2 separate regions of the Mus musculus genome follow, and region 1 is linked to region 2. The links are chromatin contacts, called in public promoter capture Hi-C maps. All regions are on one chromosome and are shown on one strand. The core of a region is the stretch at or near the end of the contact, and the rest is flanking DNA. Distances in the headings are between cores, read along the strand shown. Region 1 holds the start of C3 (complement component 3). Region 2 overlaps Mllt1 (myeloid/lymphoid or mixed-lineage leukemia; translocated to, 1).

Region 1 (5,098 bases), core at 2,165-4,664, 330 kb before region 2:
ATCTTTCTTCCTCCTCAGCCACAGGGTTAGCTGTTTTGTAATCAGCCCTGACAGTTACCCACCTCCACCCACTAGGGTAAGCAAGTCCATGGAGGACAAAAAGCAAACCCCTTAAGCAGGAAAGAAGCCAGCTGGTAAATCATGCAATAGTGAACAATGGGGCCAAGAAGAAGGCTCACTTGGAGTGGTAGGGTTGGCTGCCAAGCCTGACAACCTAAATTCCATCACACACAGAGTGGAAGGAAAGAAGGAACACTCATAAGTTGTCCTCTGACCTCCACACATGCATGAGTGTATACAATAATAAATACAAATAAGATGCAATTTTAAAAATGTGTTAAATGCAAATAAATGCAGTTTTAAGATGGGTTTAAGTAGACCAAGAAACTGAGTGTCTGGAGTAGGGCAGAGGGAGAAGCAGAGCTGTCAAAGGGGGGGGGCACTCGGACAACCAGTTTCAAAACTTGGGCCCCAGTTTTGGAGGCAAACTAATGCCTGCACCTCCCTCCTCCCCGCCCCCTCCCTCCTCTCCCCTCCCTTTCTGCCTTCCACAGAAAGGATGTCGCAATCACAGCTAAAAGACAAGCCAGGTTTGTTCTAACTCCCAGCCACCCCGTGCCCCGAGAGGTCAGGAAAAATGAATGTTTTACAGGAAATCAGAGCAAAACTGCCCCCCCTTAACCCCTTCATGGAAGGTTTTGTGAACACCTGTCCTTGGATTGGGCATCACCACATTGGTTCAAAGCGTTTCCCCACATCCATTCCCATCCCAGTCATAGAGGACAGCATGGTGGCAGTAGGCATCAGGGACAGGAGATTCCACTTACTACCCAAGACTCAAAAAGTTCCAAGTCAAGTGGGTGTGGTCACCAGTCAGCTCATCACTCCGGAGCCAGAACAGCACAGGTTGGCAGGTTCCAGACCAGACTGGGCTACAGAAAGCAAACAAAACAACAACAACAAAAAACTACTGGCACTCGGTGGGTATGACAACCCAGCGCTCCGGGGCTGGAGGTGGGTGGAGCACATGGGATACATGAAGTCCTGGGTTACATCCCAAGAAACACACAGATGAGGTGTGAAGGTGACCACCTGCGTCCACCTGCCCATCAACTGTAGCACTCAGGAGGTGAGGAAGGGTGAGTTGGAGTCAAAGGTCATCGTTCTTACATGGGAACTTTGAAGCCAGCCAAGGCTAATGAAGAGTCAGTCTCATACAACAGGAAAGCAGACAAACAAAACAGCTAAGCGTGGTGGCCACCCCTTTAATCCCAGCTAGCACTTTGGAAGCAGAGAGTTCTCTGCCAGCCAGGACTATATAGACCCTCCATCTCCAAAGGTCTAGAACTAAGCTAGCATGGCCCAATAGCCAGGCCAGCAGGAATTTGGCAATTCATTTCTCGGAATTTGCAACCTAGCGGGCAGATGTATAAATCTGTAGAACCTTCAAAGTCAGAGAGCTGGCAAGATCTAGCAAGATCACATCCAGCAACCCCAGGGGACAGCAGCTAACCGTGTTAATACCATGCTTTGCAGGAAGACACTCGGACCCCGGGCTCTCCCATGGCTGCTGAGTGGCAGCTCAGTGAGGAAGTGGGCACTGAGTTGGTTGGTGACCCCGGAAGTCTGTCTGTTGTCAGCATACATTGGTTGCTTTCACATAAAGTACCAGGGCGGGGGGGGGGGCAGTTGGCAGCGAGGAGGAGAAATCTCCCTGAGCATTGATCTGGAACAATAATTGTTGAGGCAAATCTGTCACACACAGAAAGCAAGACAGCCCTCAGACGGCCCTCAGGGGAGCTGGGAGAACAATACAGAGAGGAGGTTAATGGTTACTGTGAAACCTGTGTGTTGGTCATGATGGGCCAGAATTGGCCTTTCTAGAAACAGGGTCTGTGTGGCTGGAGAGATGATTCACTGGTTGCCCATACAGAGGATTTGTGCTTGTTTCCCAACACCCGCATGAGGCGCACAAAAACACCTGCAATTCTAGATCCAGGGATCCAACATTGTCTTCTGGCCTCTGTAGGCATCAGGCATACACATGATGCACATATATACATACATACATACATACATACATACATACATACATACATACATACATATATACATACATACATACATACATACATACATACATACATACATACATACATACATACAGGCAAAACACTCCAACACATACATATAAATATTTTAAAAAGAAAAGAAATGGTGTCATGTAGCCCAAGCTGGCCTCTAACTTGCTACATAGCAAGGTTGACTTTGAACTCCTGATCCTCTTGCCTCCAGCATCTCGTGCTGGGATTACAGATGTATGCCACCAGAATCAATCCTATGCTACTGAGTATGGAAGCACTTTCCCACTGAGCTGTATTCTAAAGCCACTATTTGTACTTTTGTCTTAAAAAACCAAAAACCAACCAACCAAACAAACAAAAAAAACCAACTAAGCATTGTGAATCATTATCTGCCTACAACCACAAAACCAACACAACTGAAAGAGATAATATAGGGGCAGGACAAGTCCTAGAGGCAGAGACAAGAGCAGGCTTTTCCTCCATGACTCTCAAAGCCCACCAGAGTCATTCAGCCACCCTGAGTGACAGGGTAGGTAAGGTCCACCTCATTCTTTTCCCTAGAAAGCAAGCATGCCCCCCGGAGGGCGAACTTCTAGGCAGCCTTCAAAACCAAAGCTTAACTGTCCCACTGCCAAGAAACCGTCCCAGATCCTCAAAAAACCAGAATTCTTTCCCACTTCAGAAAATGCTCCACAGAGCTGGGACTCTGGGCTGGGACATGCCCTCACCCCTTATCCTCCTCATAGGAAAGACTTGGATTATAAATGCATAAGTAGGGCTTGGGTAATGCCCAGCAACTGAGGAGGTAGAGGTAGGAGTTCAGAACTGTTTAGCACAGTGGTCTCCACCTTCCTGAACCTGCCACCCTTCCATGTTGTGCTGACCTCCAATCATAAAATTATTTCATTGCTACTTCACAACTCTAATTTTGCTACTGTTCTGAATTGTAAGGTAAATACTGATACGCAGGATATATAATGCAATGCCAAATGTGTCTCGACCCACTGATTTAGCAAGACCTTGGGGGTAGGGAGAACCAGCCATCCAGAAGTGCTGGGTTACTGGGACCCAGCTAAGTGTGGGAGGAGGTCACTCTAGACTTCAATGGTCTCTGGTGTAACCAAGTACAACAGGGACCAGCCCAGGTTCAGCATCTGGCCTTGACCCCAAGAAAAGCCTGAGCCAAGCAGGTACTTTCAAGCTCCAGGGTAATGGAAATGTGCCTAGGGTTACTCACCCCAAGGCTTGTTGCCCCAGGTTTGTGAAAAAGCTTAGGAAACTATGTTGCGAAATTTTGGGCAGTCCCTGGTGCAGGAACAGGGAGGGACCAGAGAGGAGAGCCATATAAAGAGCCAGCGGCTACAGCCCCAGCTCGCCTCTGCCCACCCCTGCCCCTTACCCCTTCATTCCTTCCACCTTTTTCCTTCACTATGGGACCAGCTTCAGGGTCCCAGCTACTAGTGCTACTGCTGCTGTTGGCCAGCTCCCCATTAGCTCTGGGGATCCCCATGTAAGTAGTTACCTTTTGGGGGTGCAGTTTCTTATACAATTTAGGAGTCACCTAGGTGAGTCACCTAGGAGTCACCCACTTGGGGGGAGACAGGGATGTTAAGAATTTGTGCTGGGGGCTGGAGGATGGCTCAGTGGGTATGAAGTCTTGCTGCATGGACATAAGGACCTTAACTCAAACTCCCAGCACCCACAGAAAAGCCAGGAGTGGCCTCCAGAGCCTGTAACCCCACACTGTGGGGCTGGAGACCAGATACTGGGGCTTGCTGACTGCCAGCCCAGTGCCAGGTTCAGAGAGAGATGTTGACTCAAGGTGTGGGGAGGGAGGGGCATAGAACAGGACACCGGACATCTTCCTGTGACGTGACATACATACATACATACATACATACATACATACATACATACATACATACATACAAACAGAGAGAAAGAGAGAGAATGTGAGTGTTTGGGTTGTCTTATGTTCATAGAACTCAGGTATTGTAGCATTGGTGTGCCTACTTATGAAGAAGAAGGTCTATAGATTTATGGTGTCTGTGATGTCTTGTGGTTTAGGCAATGGTAAGTTTTAAGATGTGAGGACTGGAGGGTTGTTGGGGTCTATAGCCCTTGTGTGGACTGTCAAAAGCCAAGCTCAGCATTGGGCCTGATTACATGGACCTGTCATCCTGTCCACTCTGGAAGCCCAGGCAGGAAGTGTACACATTCCAGCCAAGCCTGGGCTACAGAGTGAGTTCAGGGCTAGCCTGAACAACTTAGTGAGATGCTGTTTCCAAACAGAAAAGTGAGGAGAGGCTGAGGTATAGCTTAGTGGTAGAGAGAGCACTTTCTCAGTACAAGCAAAGTCCTTATGGCTGGTACCCAGTGCTGAAGCCAGGAAAAGACAGCTTCTAGTGGCTAAGGGAAAGTGGGCTGTGGTTTGGTACCTTCTTGTGTGGGGAGGACGTGGATCCAGGCATCTGCTCCAGCACTGAGAACTAGAACACGCTAGAACTAGGGACTGGGCCAGCCAGAGTGAGGGCTGAAGTCTCAGGCCTTGAGGTGACATCTGCTCCCACACCCCACGGTCAGGTATTCCATCATTACTCCCAATGTCCTACGGCTGGAGAGCGAAGAGACCATCGTACTGGAGGCCCACGATGCTCAGGGTGACATCCCAGTCACAGTCACTGTGCAAGACTTCCTAAAGAGGCAAGTGCTGACCAGTGAGAAGACAGTGTTGACAGGAGCCAGTGGACATCTGAGAAGCGTCTCCATCAAGGTGGGCAAGGAACTGGAACTACAGTCAGCCGTAGCCCCTTCCGGTCCGGCCTGGGTCCCTCAGGCTGCCTCCTATAGCCTCCTCGGAGCTCCTCCCTTCTGAGTCCCTCCCCTCTGACGCCCCTGCCGTCTGGGTCCCTCTCGTTTGATCTCCTCCCCTCTGAGTCCCCTACCCTTTGAGACCCTCTGCTCTGAGCCCCTTCCCTCTGAGATTCCTCCTCTCAGTCCCTCTCCTCTTGAGT
Region 2 (5,865 bases), core at 473-2,972:
GTGCTTAGTGCAGTCCATGGCCCCAACTGCATCTCTTGCTTTGCTACAGGCTCTGAATCTTCTTGGCCAGGGCTGCAGTCTGCTGGCCAGGGTCCATCCCGGAAGCCTTGGGGCCATTTTGGTCCCCAGCTGCTCTGCTCTCCATCACAAGGACAAACCTGTGACTCTTCTGGGCAGCTGGCCTCCAGCTACCTTCTCCCTCCCCAGGAGGCTAGCTCCACGGCCGCCAGACCATTGCCTGGCGCCTGTGGATAACCTCTGTCTCTTCTTTGTCACTAGGTGATGGTAATGCCCGAAGGAGCGGACACGGTGTCCAGGCCCAGCCCTGACTACCCCATGTTACCCACAATTCCACTCTCTGCCTTCTCTGACCCCAAGAAGAACAAACCATCCCACGGCTCCAAGGTTAGTGAGGTGGAAGGCCAGCGTTGTGGAGCGTGGGCCTGGCCATTGGCAATTGCAAGCCATCGCCACCACCGTATGCAGAGCACAGCTTTGCACACCTGCCGCCTACATCCAGAGCCTCTGCTCCTGCTCCTTGTTGCTTCGCTAGCTAGCGTGGCCAGGAGTGGTGCTTGGAGTCTGACTGCTCATTTTGTGCCCAGCTCCAGTTCATTCACAGGTCTCATGGGCCCTCTTTCCTGCCCACCGGTGATTTGTCCCCAGCTACTGTTCAGGGCATCTCCATCATTGGTCCCTTGGCTACTTTCTTAGTTCCAGGTTCCTGGCCACACCTGCCCTTGTAGCTTCCAGGTCTGGTTGTCAGCAGTGATGGCATGAAGCCGACGTGGAGGAGGCTGGGAATAGTGTACACAAGACTGAGCTGAATCTCAAGGACACACATTTTGTCCCCTTGCTCAGCACTCTGGACAGTTCACACAGGGCCTCCTGGAGGGGCCACCCCAGCCACAGGCTGGCTTGTGCTGTCACCACCGCTACAACATCTGAACCTAGAACCTCAGGTCTGTCCCTCGAGACACCTGGGTACTTGGCCTTCTTTGGACCCTCTGAGGGTGGCGATGACCTTGTGTATCTGTCCTTCATTTTCACATCCTTCTTGCTTCACTGGCCTATAGGGCATTGTCAGCTGGGCATCCCCGTGAGACTCTAGCACCCTTGGGCCATCTTATCCATAGGCACCACAGGAAGAGAAGCAAGCACCAGGGCAGGTTCCTTCCGCCTCTTTCCACAAGGCTAACAGGCCTGTGACATCCTCAAGCTGGTCAGCATCTTGGAGTCCTAACCAAGCCCTGATGTCAACCTTCACTGACCTTTGGAGGTTGGAGGAGAGGCCAGTCTTCACTAGCAACCTGGGGCTTCTCCCCCAGCCCTTGTTGTTTGGCGTCCACAGAAGCAATGAAGGATGAGGCTGCTATGCCTCACAGGTGCCTCTCTGGTGGCAAGCCTTCTCTAGCACCACTGTGGAACGCTGCATGGGCTTCCACAGACTTCTGGGCAGCACAGAGTTTCTTCTTTTTAGATGACTCTCCCAGAAGCCCCAGCCTTAGAGTGTGGTCTAGACCCGAGTGTCAGCCCCTGTGCTACTCTGGCTGAGCAGTCTCTGGTGGTTGCACGGGGCCACAGTGAGCAGGAGGTGAACCTCTCAGGGATTGTTGTCAGGAACCTGCAGCTGGAACCAGGCCCACCCAGACCTGTTCCCCTGGAGGCATGGACTGTGTCACTCTACTGGATACTAGGCCGTGAGCCTTGGCAGCCTCTCGGAAGTGCACCTCTTCACTGTGAGGGCAGCATTGAGCCTGTGATGACCTCATCCTCACTGACTGTGCCTTCACAGATACAAGTGATTTTCCTGTGTTTGAGACTGGGTCTCACTATGGAGTGCTAGTTGACTCTAGTTTCCTGGGCATGACCCCAGGAGAGTGGTTCCTGTCAACCACTCACAGCCGTGGGCACATTCCTGTCAGCCATCTTGCCCTGCAGTCCTGCAAGCTTTTCCTCTGCAAGAGAGGGTGAGGACCACATGATTTCCATTTCTTGCCTCCCTTGTGGCTTACTGGGGGACAGCCCCCCTCCTCCCAGTCTCTATGAGGCACTTATCACACTCATGCCAGCTGCAGTGTCCCTTGTCAGGTTTATAGGAACATGGCCAGTGGCATAGGTTGGAGTCCTCAGGCAGCTTCATCTGACCCTAGACTCCTGGGTGGTCCAAGTGTGTTACGTAGCCCCTTGTGCCAGGTATTTGTCCCACCGGCTTGGTGTTCTTGGTGGTACTTTCGGCCATGTCTGTCCTGGGTTATGGTCTGCATGAAAGAGCTATTGCCTGGCTAACTCTGAGCTCTTTGCCTGGCCACTGGCTGTGCCTTCTGAAGAGAAGGCTAGAACTGGTGGAGGCGTGAGTTGAGCATTCCAAAATGGGATGCGAGTATTGAGGACATGGACTAGGGCCTCAAGGATGGAGGATGGCCAGCACCTTCCTGTCAGGGGCAGCCTCAGGTCTCCCACATGTGGGCAGCTGTGGGCACTTGTGACCCTGCAGGTTTGCGGGCACTGCTCTGGTGTGTCTGTTGGTCACAGCCTTTCACTCTGCGGATTCTCTCTACACATTCCAAACAGGCCGATCAGCTTTTGCCCAGGTTGGGGTGGCAAAGCCAGGCGGCCCCGGAGTGCCGCTAACACATCTTCCTCACCTTCCCTGCCCTTGGCCTTGTAGGATGCCAACAAGGAGAGTGGCAAGGCTTCCAAACCACACAAGGTGGCCAGGGAGCACCGTGAGCGGCCGCGCAAGGACTCAGAGAGCAGGAGTTGCTCCAAGGAGCCGGAGCGTGAGCCCAAGAGTGCCAAGGATGCTGCACGCAAGCTGCCCAAGGAGGAGAAGGCCCCAGTGCCCAAGGCTGCCTTCAAGGAGCCCAAGATGGCCCTAAAGGAAACCAAGCTGGAGAGCCTGTCCCCCAAGGGGGTGCCCCAGCCTCCTACCCTGCCCAAGGCCTCCAGCAAGAGGCCAGCTGCCACGGACTCACCGAAGCTCAGCGCCAAAAAGCCTAAAAAGAGTGGGTCAAAGGGGACACGGCGTGCACCAGGCACCTCACCCCGAGCTTCCTCCTTTCCTGACAAGAAGGTGGCCAGGGACAAGAACAGCAAAGGTGACAAGGGGAAGGCAGAGAGTGAGCCTCGGGAGGCCAAGCGGACTCTGCAGACTGAAGACTCAAACTCAGAGGATGAGGCCTCCTTCCGGTCAGAGGTGAGCAGGGGGTGGTGGCTGTCCCTTTGCCAGGCTGCTGTCTCCCCTGGGTCAGCTCTCTCCTGCCCATGCAGTGGTAGCTGGGGTCCCTGGATGGTATGGGCCTTGTAGCACTTGAGTTAACAGCTCTAGCCCTCATGCTCCTCAGTGGATGGGCAGCTTTGGTGACTAGGTAGACACTGCTGACTCTTGAAGATTAACCAGAGAGTTCATCCCTCTGTGTTCTCCCTTTCCCGGTGGGCCTTGGGCCTACTCCCCATCAGGAAGGTACGGGATGGCCACTGAACAGTACAGAGCTCTCTTTCCTGTCTCTGCACAAGGCAAGGTATAGGGTGCAGTTGGCCAACTCCTAGAGAATTGCCTGCCTGTGTCAGGGCCCTGGGTAAGAAGCTTTGAAGATGCTCTTGGGGCTATCCTGAACTGGTTTGGGGTCGAGAGCTCTGTAACCTAGTGCTCCTGCCACTGTGCTTATTGGGTGCTAGTGACTTCCCACAGTTCTCAGCGAGAGCAGAACTGTGAGTAGCTTCCAGCGCTCATCACTGGAGCTATCTGGGCTCCGGGCCTATGTCTTGAAACACTGGGCTGCCAGGTTTGACCTCTGCTTCTCCTCCCCCAGGCGCCAGGACAGGGCTCTTATGCAGCTGGGGAACCAGCCCTTCCTGAGAGCTGTGCACGGATGTTTTGTCCCAGGCAAGGACAGTGTATGGGCACTTCCTCTCCCGGTGCCACTGCCTCCAGGCTAGAGCCGAGTGCAGGCTGAACAGTCAGAGCACTGCCTCAGCTGCTGGGGCAAGAGACAGGCAGCCCTGAGGAGGGAGCAGCTGCTGCTGGAAGCTTGCTGGCCTTGCCGCTCTCCTCTGCACTGCGGTCCACACCCCAGGCCCTTCTGGTTCCTGGACCATTCAGTCCTAGCCACCGAGGGCCATGGGAGAAGTGTGGTAGCTGTAGTGCTATGGGTGCCTGCTGGTCACCTCCTGGGCCTCTCTAATGAGAAATGTTTCCAGATTCCATTAGTCCTTGCCCCTCAGGTCACTGTAGAGACGGTGGCAAGTGGTGTGCAGACCACCACAAGCCCACTGAGGCTCCTGGTTTGTGCCTGAGCCTAGTAGGTAGGACATTGATCCAAGCAGGGACCTGTAGAGCCACTCCCATATAGGTAGGGAAATTGAGGCTTGAATCTAGAGCCTGCCCTGACCTGGAGCAATGCCAGATAGCAGCCGTTTTTCATCACTTTGTGCCCAGGGAAAACTAAGAGGTTGGGTGTGTGCAAGGGAGGGTGCCTTGGCTCCAGGACTGGTCTGTGAGGTTCTACCCTGAGAACTTCACAGTGGGCAGACTTATGGGTGCCTAGGGCAGGTTCCCTCAGCACTCCCGCTGACCAGTAGGAAGGTAGTGAGAAGAAGCCATACACACACAGCTGGGCTCCAGTGGGCTGGGCTCCAGTGAGCCCTGCATAGGGCAGTTTCTTCCTTCAGTCTGGAATGTTCCCTCCCAGGCAGGCCGCTTTGCCCAAGCTAAAGTCTTTTGTAGGCAAGCACTTCCCTATCCCTTGTTCTGGGCAGGGCTGAGGGCTGACTAGCTCTGGATCCTGGGCTCTCCCACAGTGGGCATGTCCTATTCCCACCCGACCCTGTGACCCGGGGAAGAGAAGGGCTGTAGCCACTCTGCCCCAGGGCTAAGCTCAGCTGTCCCTGCTGCTTGTTCGCATCCCACCTGCTGGTATCTGTAACAACTGTGTGTGTGTCATGGCCACATCCCCAACACCATGTGTAACACACATGCTACAGCACACACCACACACAGTGCACACACTGCACTTCACACACCACATGTCATGCGCACACAAACGCACACGCACACACACACACCTGCCTCCCAGTATTCACTGAAGGGCTCACTCACACAGTGGAAGCCTCCTGCCTTGTGTGATGTCCAGGCTGTCACTGCCCCCTGGTGGCTAAGTTCATCCCTGTGCAGCTACAGGAAGACCAGTTAAGGTGTGCCCTGCTCCATGGTGTTTGTGGCAGACAGTCCTGCCATCACTCCTGTGCGGCTGGTGGGTGGTGGTGAGGCTTGGGTAGGATTTGGGCTTTTGGTCATTGTCTGAACCCCCAGTAAGGCAGGCAGCTTTACTGAGAATTCTGTGTTTCCTGTCTTCACCAGCCTCAGGCTCTATGTGAGCTGGGGCAGAAGGCTATCCTGGGTGCCTTGAACTGTTTGGCCCCTTCATTACCCCCTCCTCTGACCTGCAAGATGACAATCTCTTCTTTCCCTCTTGTGCTGCCCTGGCGTGGGCTGAAGTCGGCCCAGTCAAGCCCAGCTAATGCCAGCTCCAGCTCTGACTCCAGCTCTGACTCAGACTTTGAGCCGTCTCAGAACCACAGCCAAGGTGGGTCCGAAGGGGAGCTGGAGCTGGTAGAAGGGGTAGAGGTAGGAGACACAGGAGTGGAGGCAAGGCAGTAGGCCTGGCCTAGGGAGGAGCACAAATGAGCCAGGGAGAGGATCAGGCTAGGTCTGGTCTGCCTGTTGCTTCAGAAAGACTGAGCCTGGGTTTGCACCCCTGGGCTGAGTGCCCCTGGGCCAGACCCTCCTTTGGGCTGGCATTCCTTTCCCCTGTGCTGACCTCAACACCCAGGAGGCAGTAGAGGCCCACGCTGTCAGCTCCT

Evidence for each region. Promoter capture Hi-C pulls out the DNA fragments that hold promoters and counts their contacts.
Region 1: a contact with region 2 is called in a promoter capture Hi-C map of the HPC-7 cell line, with 3 times the contacts expected there. The contact joins the promoter of C3 here to the enhancer-like site in region 2. A contact is called at or near these places in 8 of 39 promoter capture datasets (the C10 cell line, the HPC-7 cell line, HPC-7-derived erythroid cells and 4 more), 1 of 484 Hi-C or Micro-C datasets (the G1E-ER4 cell line) and 1 of 9 other capture datasets (liver).

What each region holds. Positions count from the first base shown.
Region 1 is chr17:57,226,452-57,231,549 of GRCm38.p6, reverse strand. C3 (complement component 3) reads left to right here and starts at 3,414. Exons shown (of 41, transcript NM_009778.3): 1 at 3,414-3,594; 2 at 4,668-4,857. The coding sequence starts at 3,515.
Region 2 is chr17:56,897,103-56,902,967 of GRCm38.p6, reverse strand. Mllt1 (myeloid/lymphoid or mixed-lineage leukemia; translocated to, 1) reads left to right here. Exons shown (of 12, transcript NM_022328.2): 5 at 280-405; 6 at 2,672-3,199; 7 at 5,501-5,588. Among named protein-coding and RNA genes, the nearest start is that of Acsbg3, 25 kb to the right of the region's middle. Within about 2 kb of position 1,722, at least 14 of the 459 cell types and tissues checked have an H3K27ac peak or open chromatin away from gene starts, as enhancers often do.